2 separate regions of the Gossypium hirsutum genome follow, and region 2 is linked to region 1. Evidence: chromatin contacts called from public Hi-C data. All regions are on one chromosome and are shown on one strand. Each heading gives the region's core, a stretch centred on a gene start, on an enhancer-like site or on the middle of the called end of the contact. The rest is flanking DNA. Distances are from core to core; before and after follow the strand shown.

The links. A called contact is a pair of places that touch in the nucleus more often than the background predicts.
Region 2: a Hi-C map of leaf shows a contact between it and region 1, with 2.3 times the contacts expected there. The contact joins the promoter of LOC107952160 here to the promoter of LOC107897057 in region 1. A contact is called at or near these places in 7 of 34 Hi-C or Micro-C datasets (callus, leaf and petal).

Annotation. Positions count from the first base shown.
Region 1 is chrA10:55,209,183-55,215,489 of Gossypium_hirsutum_v2.1, forward strand. LOC107897057 (2-methyl-6-phytyl-1,4-hydroquinone methyltransferase, chloroplastic) reads left to right here and starts at 3,105. Exons shown (of 3, transcript XM_016822395.2): 1 at 3,105-3,903; 2 at 4,553-4,859; 3 at 4,944-5,324. The coding sequence starts at 3,368. The coding sequence ends at 5,099.
Region 2 is chrA10:55,381,048-55,387,597 of Gossypium_hirsutum_v2.1, forward strand. LOC107952160 (protein argonaute 10) reads left to right here and starts at 2,636. Exons shown (of 22, transcript XM_016887441.2): 1 at 2,636-2,934; 2 at 4,414-5,092; 3 at 5,300-5,508; 4 at 5,744-5,893; 5 at 5,987-6,120; 6 at 6,219-6,328; 7 at 6,412-6,518. The coding sequence starts at 4,595.

The DNA.
Region 1 (6,307 bases), core at 1,855-4,354:
TCCAAATGACATTAAAATAATAATAAAAAAATAATTTACTTGTTGAAATTGTGGTCCCAAAATCACTGTTCTGATATCACTAAAAACCGGTAATTACAGTGTCAAAATACATTTTGTACAATTAGAAAATCCTCCAATTTTAGCACACGACCCTTACACAGCCTTGTGTATTGAATAGGGACGAGCTCAGAATTAAAGGGTTCGCATTGTGTACAACCATCTATAATTGGAAGGGACCATTAATGGGGAAACCAAAATCATCACTAAATTTTTTTTCTTCACCATTCTATATTTACAATGGTTAATCCAAAGATTTGATGACCAATTCTAAATAATTGATTTACATCCCTCCTAGGGGAAAAAATATGTCATTCCCAATAAATTTTCCCGATTGGAAATATTTAACTGATACTTTTTTTGGAAAATACAAAGTAGGGGAAGCTCATCCCGAAGATAGCAATCAAGAAAGTACGCGACCAATATCCACCAAGAAAAGCAGGCAAGTTGTTCCGGTGTGATTCTATACTCTTGAAAGGCTGTGCAAAATAAATAAATAAAAAAGATGAAAAGGATGATAAAACTCACTTTTAATAGATATAAAGGCAAAAAAAAACCCTCTTTAGTATCACTTAACCTCTCTTCACCTTTGATATTCTTGAAGTCATAACCAAAGTTCAGCAACTTGATCCCTCAACAGTAAGATGTCGAACCATCTCTACCTTTTTCATCGTACATCAATATAAGTTGCCACCTATATTTACACAAGCCTTGCAATGCTTTTTGCGACCAGCACCTTCACTCTTTACCCCAAACCCATGATCCCAGTTACCACGGTTGTTGTGACCACAGCCCCTATCGCCCCAATCCATCCTAACTCTAGCCATATTAAATAAAACAAATTTAAGATAAGAAAAAGAGTAATCGAACAGTTTACTTATGAATAGATGATTCTCTCTTTTCGCCAAAGGCTTTGATATTCTCAAATCAAAGTCTTTCGAAACCAAAAAAGAAGAATAAGAATAGGGAAAACAAGGTAAAAAAGAATATATTCAAAAAGTAAAATAAAAAGAAGACAAAATATGGAGGAAAAAATTCGAGAGGCAATCCAAGATTTATGCAAAATTCCTTTTAAGAAAACGAATCGACTAAAATTTATTTCCCCAAAATTAATCCCCCAATAACCTTTTTAACTTTGTACTCCACTGTCACAAAATAAAGCTTACTTAGTAAGTTTTCAATTAAAACTTACATAACAAGCCCCCAATTGCATGATTCACACATGTAAGTTTGTCTTAGAAGTGTCACTTTATAACTCTTCTTTGAGAAAATGGGGGACAAATTGTTATAGGATACTTCACAACTTGAAATCTGACCCGTCCTCACAACCCGAAATCTGACCCTCCTCAAGAGGTAGAACACCCCATCACTTCTTGCCACCTCATGATATGGAGTACAAGAGAGATGAGCGAGCTTGACCTGGAATCTGATCCTTCTCGCGAGGTGGAACACCCCACCGCTTCTTGCCACCTTACAAGATGGAGTAGAAGTAAAGTGAGCCACGAGACTGATCGCCCTATCGTATCTCACACCCCATCGATATGGCAACCTTGCGAGGTGATCCCATCGCATCTCTCCACCTCATGAGATGAAGCATAAGGGGGGGCATGCAGGTACTTCTCCTTTCTATGATAATACCTGAGTGTGAATTCTACCAAAGAGACATGTCTAAGGGTACGTGTCAAGTCTAATTACATCTTTTGTTAATTTTGCCTTTATTTTTTTAGTTAAATTTGACCCTCGATTTTTTAAAAAAAGTTAAATTTTACTATCAACCTTAAAAAATAGTTGAAGTGCTTTTTCTTTAATAGTTTTGACATTTTTATAATATTTTTTTGAACTTCAAATTTTTACTTTTTTTAATATTTTTATAAATGTTAATTTTTTTTGTTGATGTGGCATATAAGATAAATAGTATCATGTCAATATGAAGTATATGTAGATTACAACGTAAGTTGCCACACCAACATCATTAAAAAATTAATAAAATTAATATTTTAGTCAACATTTTCGTTAAAAAGTGATTTAACTTTTTTTGTAAACTAATAATCAAATTTAACTATAAAAATAAAAAAAATAATTGACAATATATATAAATATTGAAGGCAAATTTTATCATTATACTTGTTAAAAACTAACCAAAAGCATTGCACAAAATATGCGTATAAGCATCAACCATCAAAAGAGAGAAAAGGGAGGCACATTACAAATGTACAAAAGGTCAAGTTGAGAATTAGCATCCATAAAATTAAAATTAAAACTACTTTTTGAGTAGGCAAGAGTATCCATATATCTATTCTTCTTATCCAAGAAGTGTTTTAAGTGCTTTTTCATTCAATTTTGAGAGAAGCATCCTGCAATAAAAGTGAAGAGAAAATAACATATTATGCGGTGAAACATTAAGGCTAATGGCAACACTAGCATCATGGTTTTTTAAAGGTATAATGTCAAATTTAGTTTTTAATATTTATATTTTTTTTAGTTTAATTTTTATCTTTTTTTAATTAAATTTAATTTTTAATTTTTTAAAAAAGAATCAAATTATTTTTTAAACCGAAATGTTAATTAAAATATTGATTTTTTTAGACCACCTACTCTTTTCTGCTAACATGATATTATATCTTGTATGTCATGATAAATAAATTTAAAAAATATATAAAAATTAAATATATTTAAAATTCAACAAATATATAAAAAATTTATAAATTTTTTAAAAAAAGTATGAAGTATACGTTGATAGCTCCATGTTTAAAATTTTAATTAATATTTTTTATTAAAAAATAATTTAACTTCCTTTTTGAAAAGTAAATGATGAAATTCAATATTTTTTAAAATGATAAAAGACCATATATGAGTAAATTAACATGATGAATTTTGTAAATTCAAACTCATGGCAAGTTGAAGACGTTCAACCGTCTCTACGTGATGAATATGTCGGTAAAACCCTTGGTAAAATGATTAGTGCTGAAGTAACCGCCCCCAATAGGTGAGAATAATGAGAAGAACCCGTGAATATATTAACCCTTGAAACGAGGACCACATAAAGGCCGAGCAAGCTCTCTGGTCCATGAGTAATAAGCAATCAGTGTATCACACACCACCACAACGTGTGGTTCCAGTTCAATGCCGAAATGGGCAGCTTTTAGTCCTTCAATCTTTGTGGCATTTCATTTCTGCAGTATGGATTTTCTTTATTTGTTTGCAATGCTTTTGTTTAGATGAAATTCTGTTTGAGTTTCCTTTGGTGAATGATCAGACTTAGAGAGAGAGCAGAGTAATTTGGGTCAAGTGTTTCTGGGTTTTCACAACCATGGCTTCTTCAATGCTTAGTGGAGCAGCCCCAACAGGGGTAGGATTTGCGAGGTCCAATTTTCATTTTAGGAGCTTGCCCCAGAAGAGTTTATTTTCTTATACAAAGAATCAGAAGACTAGAATGGTGGTAACAACCAGATGCAGTATATCATCCTCAAGGCCGGCTTCTCAGCCTAGGTTCATACAACACAAGAAAGAAGCGTTTTGGTTTTACAGGTTTTTATCAATAGTGTATGATCATATCATAAACCCTGGTCATTGGACTGAGGATATGCGGGATGAGGCGCTTGAGCCTGCTGATCTTTATTCTAGGAATATGGTAGTAGTCGATGTTGGCGGCGGAACTGGGTTCACTACACTTGGTATAGTGAAGCATGTGGATGCTAAGAATGTCACAATTCTTGATCAGTCCCCTCACCAGCTAGCTAAGGCCAAGCAGAAGGAGCCTTTGAAAGAATGTCAGATTATTGAAGGTGATGCGGAGGACCTACCATTCCCTACTGATTATGCCGACCGATATGTGTCTGCAGGGAGGTAATATCTCCATTTACCTTCCTTAATGCATAATTTTGCCATGATCTTTTTTTTTCAGTTATGCATAATCATTTTTACGAGTGTAAGCAAATTTACGGGAATTGCTAAATTTGGTGGCAAATTTCATAAAGTCAAAATAGACAAATTAATCTCAGTACATTAGATGAAAGAGTAAATTAGTTATTTTTGTTAAAAAGTTTATCTTTTTTATTATTAAAAATTGGTATGGCTTACAGAATAATCAAATAGTGATGCTTAGTGTGTGACGTGTATCTCATGCTCATGTATAAGGACCATTTTTTTAATAGTAGAAATTGATGAAATTTGTAACAGAAAGATTAGTTTGCTCTTTAATTTAACGTATAGGGATTAATTTGTTAATTTTTTAAATAGAAGGGCCAAAACGCAATTTAACTCTTAATGCAGAGGCCTCCATAATAGTTTTACCTAAATTTGGTTCCATTCATAACACTCTTTTTGGTATGCTTTGAATGGAAAATCAAGTACTTAGGCAATATGGCTGTTGTATAAGATGCGTTACATAAAAGTATGCCATTCTATGCTGGTATTAAGCTTTCTATGCGGATAGTCTAAGTTGTTTATAAAGCTTATCTGTGATATTATTATGTGTTACGTTTATGATGTTCAGTATTGAGTACTGGCCAGACCCACAGCGGGGGATTAAGGAAGCTTACAGGGTACTGAAAATAGGAGGGAAAGCCTGTCTTATAGGTCCTGTACACCCAACATTCTGGTTATCACGGTTTTTTGCGGATGTATGGATGCTCTTTCCGAAAGAGGAAGAATATATTGAATGGTTTAAAAAAGCTGGTTTCAAAGATGTAAAGCTGAAAAGGATTGGTCCAAAATGGTACCGTGGTGTCCGAAGACATGGCTTGATCATGGGTTGCTCTGTCACTGGAGTGAAGCCCTTCGGCGGAGACTCTCCACTGAAGGTAGCTTACTTTCATCTATAAGAACATAAAGTTGGCTGGGTCTTTTGGGTCCTTAGTACTAATGACATATAAATGTTGTTGCAGATGGGTCCGAAGGCAGAAGATGTTCAGAAACCTGTTCATCCTTTGGTGTTCCTTTCACGATTTATTCTTGGGACATTAGCAGCAGCATACTTTGTACTAGTTCCAATTTACATGTGGCTCAAAGATCAAATTGTTCCCAAGGGTCAGCCTATTTGAAAATCAGAGAACTGTAAAATAGTGATCAAATTCTTCTTCTTTACCTCTTTGGTGATTTGCTTTATTTGACTGCTTATGTGTTTTTGCTTCTCTTTCCAAGATTTTGTAACTTGGCCTTGCTAAATGTGAAAGTGGTGAATAAGTTTATACACTACCTTTACCCTTTAGCTGCCTTTGGGCCCAATCATAACACAATGTTATTCTCCTTCTTCCTTTGGTTCTGCATTTGTTACATTCTTAATTATATTTTGCATGACACAATTGTACTTTTAAGTCACAAACTTGATTTTGTTCAAAGATTTTATACTGAACAATCATACTGTTTAAGTTTGATTGTAAATAAAGATAAGTGATTTAGATCACATCTTTTTCAAACTCAAAACTAATGCCAAATTCTTGGTTTTTGAATAAAAACTGCTTTAAAAAATGTTTTTAAAAACAAATTAATAGTAAATAATATTTTAATATGCATCATATTAATTATTAATTGTTATTAACTTTGTGTGGAATTAGGATTAGAATATTTTAATTATTAATTTGTTCTAAGAATTCTAAACACCTACCTCTTCATTGTAAATTCTACCCACCTTCTCCACTTTTTCACAACACCTTAACCAAACCACACCAACATCCACTATCACCACACCAACAGCCCCAACGAGCGCCAATTGCTGCTACCAGCTCCAGCTCGTGTGCACCAACAGTCCAGCAGCTGTTCCCTATCGCCGCACCTACCCGCACGTCCAGTTTCAAAGTTGTCATGCACCAACCTGCTACTCCCTCGCACCTGCTCGCGCAGCAGCTTGTTGCTCACACACGCACTTGCCCGGTCGCACCATGCTGCTACTATTTGCTGTCGATCCAACGCACCTATTCACACCAAGGTCGCACGCTGCTGCGGTTCTTTGTAACTAGCTCATGCACACCTTTGCTAGCCGCACACCGCTGTCACTTATGCACCATAATTCCATCTTATTTTGACACCAACCGATCACCCTTCCAACCAACCCTCAATTAAAATATTTTTCTTCTAATTTTATTTATTATGTTCTTTAATACAAAGGCGGTTAATCATGCCTCACAAAAGAACTCGTGCCTCTATCCAAATTGACGAATCACAAAACAAATTCCACTATGAAGAAGTCAAAGCAAGATATGATAGCGTTTTCAAGAATCAACAAATGCACCTTGAAAAAGGCTTTACACTG
Region 2 (6,550 bases), core at 1,386-3,885, 170 kb after region 1:
AATCAAAGTTTAAATACCACTTTACACTTAAGTTGAAAAAGTATCATAGGAGCCCATTTTTCATTTAAGTTTTCATTTAAGCAAATTATACAATGAAATAAATTTTAAAAAAATGTTAATTATGAATATAAATAATTTTTAAATATATATTTATAATAAATAAAAACATTAATAATAAATCAATATCCAAATTTTAAATTTAATGCTTGCATAAAATATCTTTTAATATAATATATTAATTTAATAATACAACAATTCAATTATACTACATACAAAAAATAAACAGTTCAATTATAGTAAATTAATTTATAAGTTCCACACATTACTAAACCTGGTACCACTAATAATATTATTAATAAATTAATTTAAAATCATATTAGTAAAATTAAAGTCAAGAAATTTTAAATTTATGAAAATTTGAATCCAAATCAATTTAAACTCGAAATAATTCTAGCTCGAAACCATCTAAATACAAAGAGAGTTGAATCTAAAGCTGCCAAATCCAGTCGTTTATCACTTCTATACATTAATATAAGTATGCATTAGAATTTATACAAGGTTTAGTATATATTTTGCTTGCTAAATTAAATATGTTTGATATCTAAATTGTTTTTTTAGATACTTTTCATGCCTTTATATAGTGTTGTTAAATTCTAACGGTGCGACATTGAAAATCATATGTGACAAAGCACTAAAAAAAATAAATTTATTTTACATTAAAAATGAATCTAGACATAATCTATATGCATCATATACTTAATTTTTTTAAAAAATTTATATAATTTTTAATTGTTATAAAAAACATCATCTTTTTATAATATTATTTTGAAATGAAAAATAAAATAAAATATTTAAAATAAATATATAAAAATTATAAAAATTATTTCACAACCAAAATGAATATGAACAATAAGAAGTTTCAAGGGCGAAGCCAGAACAAATTGTTGGGGGGCTGGATAAAATTTTAATTTTTTATAATTTATATCTTTATAATTTGTAAAGGATTAAATCGAATTTTTATAATTTTAGGGGGTCAAAGTGCAATTTTACCTTTACTAATTTAAAATTTTTTTAAAAATTTTAAGGGTCAAAAGAACAAATTTACATTTTAGGGGAGATCGGGGCCATGCCAGCCCCCTAGCTTCGCCCCTGAGAAGTTTAGATTCAAATGCTCCTGAATATCATTTTGTCCGATATTATTCCAGACATGTTTTTAGTAATTTCATAACTTTAACTTGTTACTATTTATATATTACTATGTTATGATTTTTTAATTCATTGAGGTTTTATAATGTATTGATTTGTTAGTATTTGATTCTATATATTTCGATTTTCATATAATCAATTTTTTATAAAGATAAAATGAATAAAATTTCTAAAAAAATAAATTTAGAATGAATCCGGACAAAGTGACATTCAAATTCATATTTGGATATTCGTTTGTCCATGATCATTATGGACACGAGATAATATTTTAATAAATTTTAATTTCAAAATATAATAATATAAAAGTTGATATTTTATAAAAAAATTTAAAATATATAAAATTAAGTTTAGAATGGACCTAAATAAATAAATAAATATATATATATTCAAGGTTCGAAGCTACATTCTCTCTTTATCATTGCACCCAACTACTTATTAATTATATATATACTTTTATAAAAATTTATTTTTTATTTGATATATTTTAATTACAAAATAATAATATAAAATTTGATATATTTTGAAAAATAAAAACTATATAAAATTATTAAAAAGTAAGACAAATACCTACCAAGTTCACTCTTAATGTAAAATAATTTTTATAATTTTTAATTTTTTATAATAACTTGCGATGTGTTAAGATACGAAGCTGCCACATATTTTTTTATTGTTTAAAAATGTCCTGTCATAAAATTTAAGGGGTCAAATTATTAAATTACATAAATTTATATCAGTATACACTATGCAAATACGATTGTAACAAATTTGAACTGCGTAAAACTTGATTTGATTCGAAAAAATTATTTTTTTTAATTTTAAGTTAATTAAATTGAGTTATTCGAATAATTAGAGTCAACTCGAATAACTCAATTCGAGTTTTAGTCGAGTTAAATTTCACAATTCGAATAACTTAAATAATTCAAATAATAGATTGGTATAAATACATTTTTAGTCCCTGTCAACTTTAAAAATAAGTAAATTGGTCTCTCTTAACAAAAATTACAAAAAAATTCAAAATAATTTTCAAAAATTCAAAATATATATTTAAAAAAATATATAAAACTTCTAAAAAATATATAAAAAAGTTGCCCTTTTAAAAATTTTCTAAAATAATAAATTTTTAACTTAATTATTAATTCAAATTTATCATATTAAAATATTTTATTTTTTATTATTTTACTTTAAAATTTTTTAAATATATATAATTTCAAATTAATGTACTATAATATCAAATTAGTTATACTAAACAATATTAAATTAAGACAATAAAATAAAATTCATTAACTCCAAACTCCATTAACTCAAAATTTTTTTACTCAATTTCATCCAACACTCTACCAAAAATCAAAAGTTATAGGGCAGCAACTGGAGGTTCGAATTATTCTCCTACTGTATATATGATTGCTGTAATTAAATCCTCAGTTGTTTTCGGGGTATTTGCCAAAGCCCCCTTCCTTCCTTTCAATCCAACTACCTTCACCATCTCCGTAGTCAGTCCCACTCATACACTCTCTCTGACTATATATTTAATTATTTATCCATGTCTAATGTCTATACATTGAAAGACAGGCTTCTCTTTTTTTTTACTTTTAGCTTTATTAGTCTTAAAAAAAGGTATCCTGGTACGTCCCCGAGGCTGCGCCATCAGTTCAGAGCCAAGAACAAAGCATAAAGCGAGAGAGAGAGAGAGAGAGAGAGAGAGAGGGAGAAGGAGAGGCTAATGCTAAGGTAAGGCCAAAGCCATGTTTTTTTAAAAGCAATCCACAGAGAGAGAAAGAGATAGGGGGGGGGGGTTACAAAGGCTTTTACACGTGATAAAGAAAACACCAAAAGCACTTTGCATGCGTGTATAAAGATTCATCATCATCATCATCTCTCTTTCACTCCCCCCCTTCCCTACTTTTTTTTTAAAATTTTTTTCTTTGCTCTTATTTTTCTCCCTTGTCTCTCCATCATTCCTAGAAAAAAACCATCTTTTATCTCCTTTTCTGCTTTCTCTTTCAATCTGTCTTTCACCTTCCTTGGCTTCAACCCATCTTTTCTAACCTCTTCCTCTTTCTCTTCTTTGTTTTGCCTTCAAAGTTAAGTGCTTTGCATATTGGTTTCCACTTGGTTGGTGAGTTTTCGAATATATACTAGTAACATTTATGATTCCATTTAATGGGTTCATTTTACTATTAAGCATTAAATTTTTTGTGTTTTCATTTTCTGGAATATCCACGAGATAGTGATTTCTTTGCCCTTTTCAATGTTTATTCCCTCTCTTTGTATCCATGTTCTTGTTTTTTTGTTTTTTTCTAGATGGCTTTTATTCTTTCTATGTACCTTACGGTTTCAAATTATGTTGTTTACATTGAAATAAATAAAATAAATGAACTTTCTTCAATGCTGTTCCTATGTTTTTATCTGATTGGGCTTATATTCATTCATTTCTAATCTGATTTTTTTTTCCTAATAAAGTTTTCAGTTTTTGGTAGGGACAAGCTTTAGGGGAATAGATTTTTGTCTTGTGGGTAGTTCTATTTGTTTTTGTTTTGGGCTGCTATTAAATTATTATTATTAAATGGTCATTGGTTTCACAATAGAGGTTTCTCAAGAAGGTTTGATTTTGGAGTTGATATTCAGTTTTGTCTTTGCTTACCAATTTTTTAAGTTGCAGTCTTGCAGGTTTGGGGCTTTGTGCCTTTGGTTCTCTCTACTTTGCTTAGTCTTTTTTTTTAGCAATATTTCAGAAGCAAAAATTGGAACAATTGTGGTTTTAATTCACGCATAGGTTTGCAGAATGGTTTTTATAGTTCTATTTCTCCAAGTCTATATATTTTTTTGAGTTCTAAATTTAGGAGTCTGTAGTTTTAGGGAGTTAAATGCTGAAAAAAAAGGTGAAAGATTTGGGGTTCTAGTGTTGCAAAAGAACGGTAAAGCTTGCCAGGAGCAAAAACGTCTGGAGTTTGTGCCCTTGTCCTTTTAGTTTTTACTCTTAATTTGTTCTTTAAAATACTTATGTTCAATACATTTTGACATATATTTTGGTATATGTTCAGACATGACATGATGTTAAGATATAGTCCTTAAAATAATAATATTCTGATACATTTTTACATGGGACATTCACGCAAGTGTGTTTAACATAGATCAACATTTGTATTTTACCCTTCTGAAGATGTTTTTCCACTGACATACATTTTCCTTATTTGTTTATATTTTCAGGCAGAAAGTGTAATTATTACTTGTAGGTTAGGGAAAGTAGTACAAGAATAGAAGAGAAACCAGTACTTTATGCGTGTGCCGATCCCTGAAAGAAATTCAGACTTTGTTTCTCTTTTGTACAAGCCTTTTGTTCTTGTCTTGCATCAGTTTCGCCGAGTAAGTTCAGAGAAAGCTTACCAGTATGCCTATAAGGCAAATGAAAGATAACTCAGAGCAACACCTTGTGATAAAGAATCACTTGCAAAACACTATGAACCCGATTCAAAGAACGCCAAAGACTGCACAAAATGGAAAAGGTCCAGCAGCAGGTCATGAACCACACAACACAAAACAATCCCGTAACCACACCTCACCTCCAACGAAGAACAAAGGAAGAAGAAGAGGAAGAGGTGGTAGAAAATCTGATCAAGGCGATGTTTGTATGAGACCGAGTTCGAGGCACTGCACGGTAGCACAGAAGCCAGTGAATCCTGGTTCTGCTGATATTTTGGCTGCTACTTCAAATGGGTCTATTCAGAATGATCATAATTTGCCTGGAATGGAAATGGGGTTTCCTACTTCAAGCAAGTCTTTGAATTTTGCATCTAGGCCTGGTTTTGGTCAAGTTGGAACCAAGTGTATTGTAAAGGCTAACCATTTCTTTGCTGAGTTACCAGACAAGGACTTAAACCAGTATGATGTAAGCTCATTTTTGTTCTTGTTTTGCCTCTTTTTTTATTTACATTATCATTGGTTCATTTTTTTCATGTATGGTTACTACTTTAGTTATTTAGTTTGTAATTATATAATTTGTTCATGTTCTTTTATTTTATTGGTATGTATGGTATTTAAACTCTGTTCTCGTTGCTGTTTACCTCTTGCAAACCTGTATTCTGCTTCATTGCAGGTTACTATAACTCCTGAAGTGACATCCCGAACGATGAACAGAGCTATAATGGCAGAGCTTGTGAAATTGTACAAAGAATCAGAGCTAGGAATGAGATTACCTGCTTATGATGGCCGAAAGAGTCTGTACACAGCTGGTGAATTTCCATTTTCGTGGAAGGAGTTTAGTGTCAAGCTTGTAGATGAAGACGATGGCATCAATGGCCCCAAGTGAGTAGATATTGTCTTTCGTGGATTTTCTACTTCCTTTTGTTGTGCAATTTGTGTTTTATTTTCTCCACCAAAGTTCATGAAATTAAATAATATGAGATTAAATTATTTCACCATTTCCGTATCTATTTCCTTATTATTATTATTCTATCAATTTACTGAAAGAACTAAAGTAGTATACAGTATGCATTACCTCCTTTTGAGTTGATCTCCTATGACATATATGATTTTACAGGAGAGAAAGAGAATATAAAGTGGTAGTTAAGTTTGTTGCACGAGCAAACATGCATCATTTAGGCCAATTTCTAGCTGGTAAGCGCGCTGATGCTCCACAAGAAGCACTGCAGATACTTGACATTGTGTTACGAGAGTTATCAACAAAGAGGTACAAGTCGGAAAAGTGTTTGTGTTTAACATAGAATGATTCTAGCTATGATAATTTTTCTTCTGTGGATCTCACTCTGCTGATTCTTGGAAGGTATTGTCCTATTGGGAGATCCTTCTTTTCACCTGATATTAGAGCACCGCAAAGGCTTGGTGACGGTTTGGAGTCATGGTGCGGTTTTTACCAGAGTATTAGGCCGACACAGATGGGCTTGTCTCTGAATATTGGTATGTTAATTATGGTAAAATTTACAAAATCATTTGGCAGTTAACTTGGATTGACTTTCTCATCTTCCTTTTTAACCTCTATTTTACCTTTGTAATAGATATGGCTTCGGCTGCCTTCATTGAGCCACTCCCTGTTATAGAGTTTGTTGCTCAGCTAGTAGGCAAGGATTTATTGTCAAGGCCATTGTCTGATTCTGATCGTGTGAAGGTCTCTTCTTTTTACTGCAGCTGCAGCCTGGTTTCATTCTTGTCATTTTATTTAATCATAATTAATTTTGAAATCTCTGGCAGATTAAAAAGGCACTCAGAGGAGTGAAAGTCGAGGTAACCCATAGAGGGAATGTACGTAGAAAATACCGTGTTTCAGGATTGACTTCTCAGCCTACTAGAGAGTTAGTGTAAGTTTCAGCTCTCTATTTCCTGGTTTCTG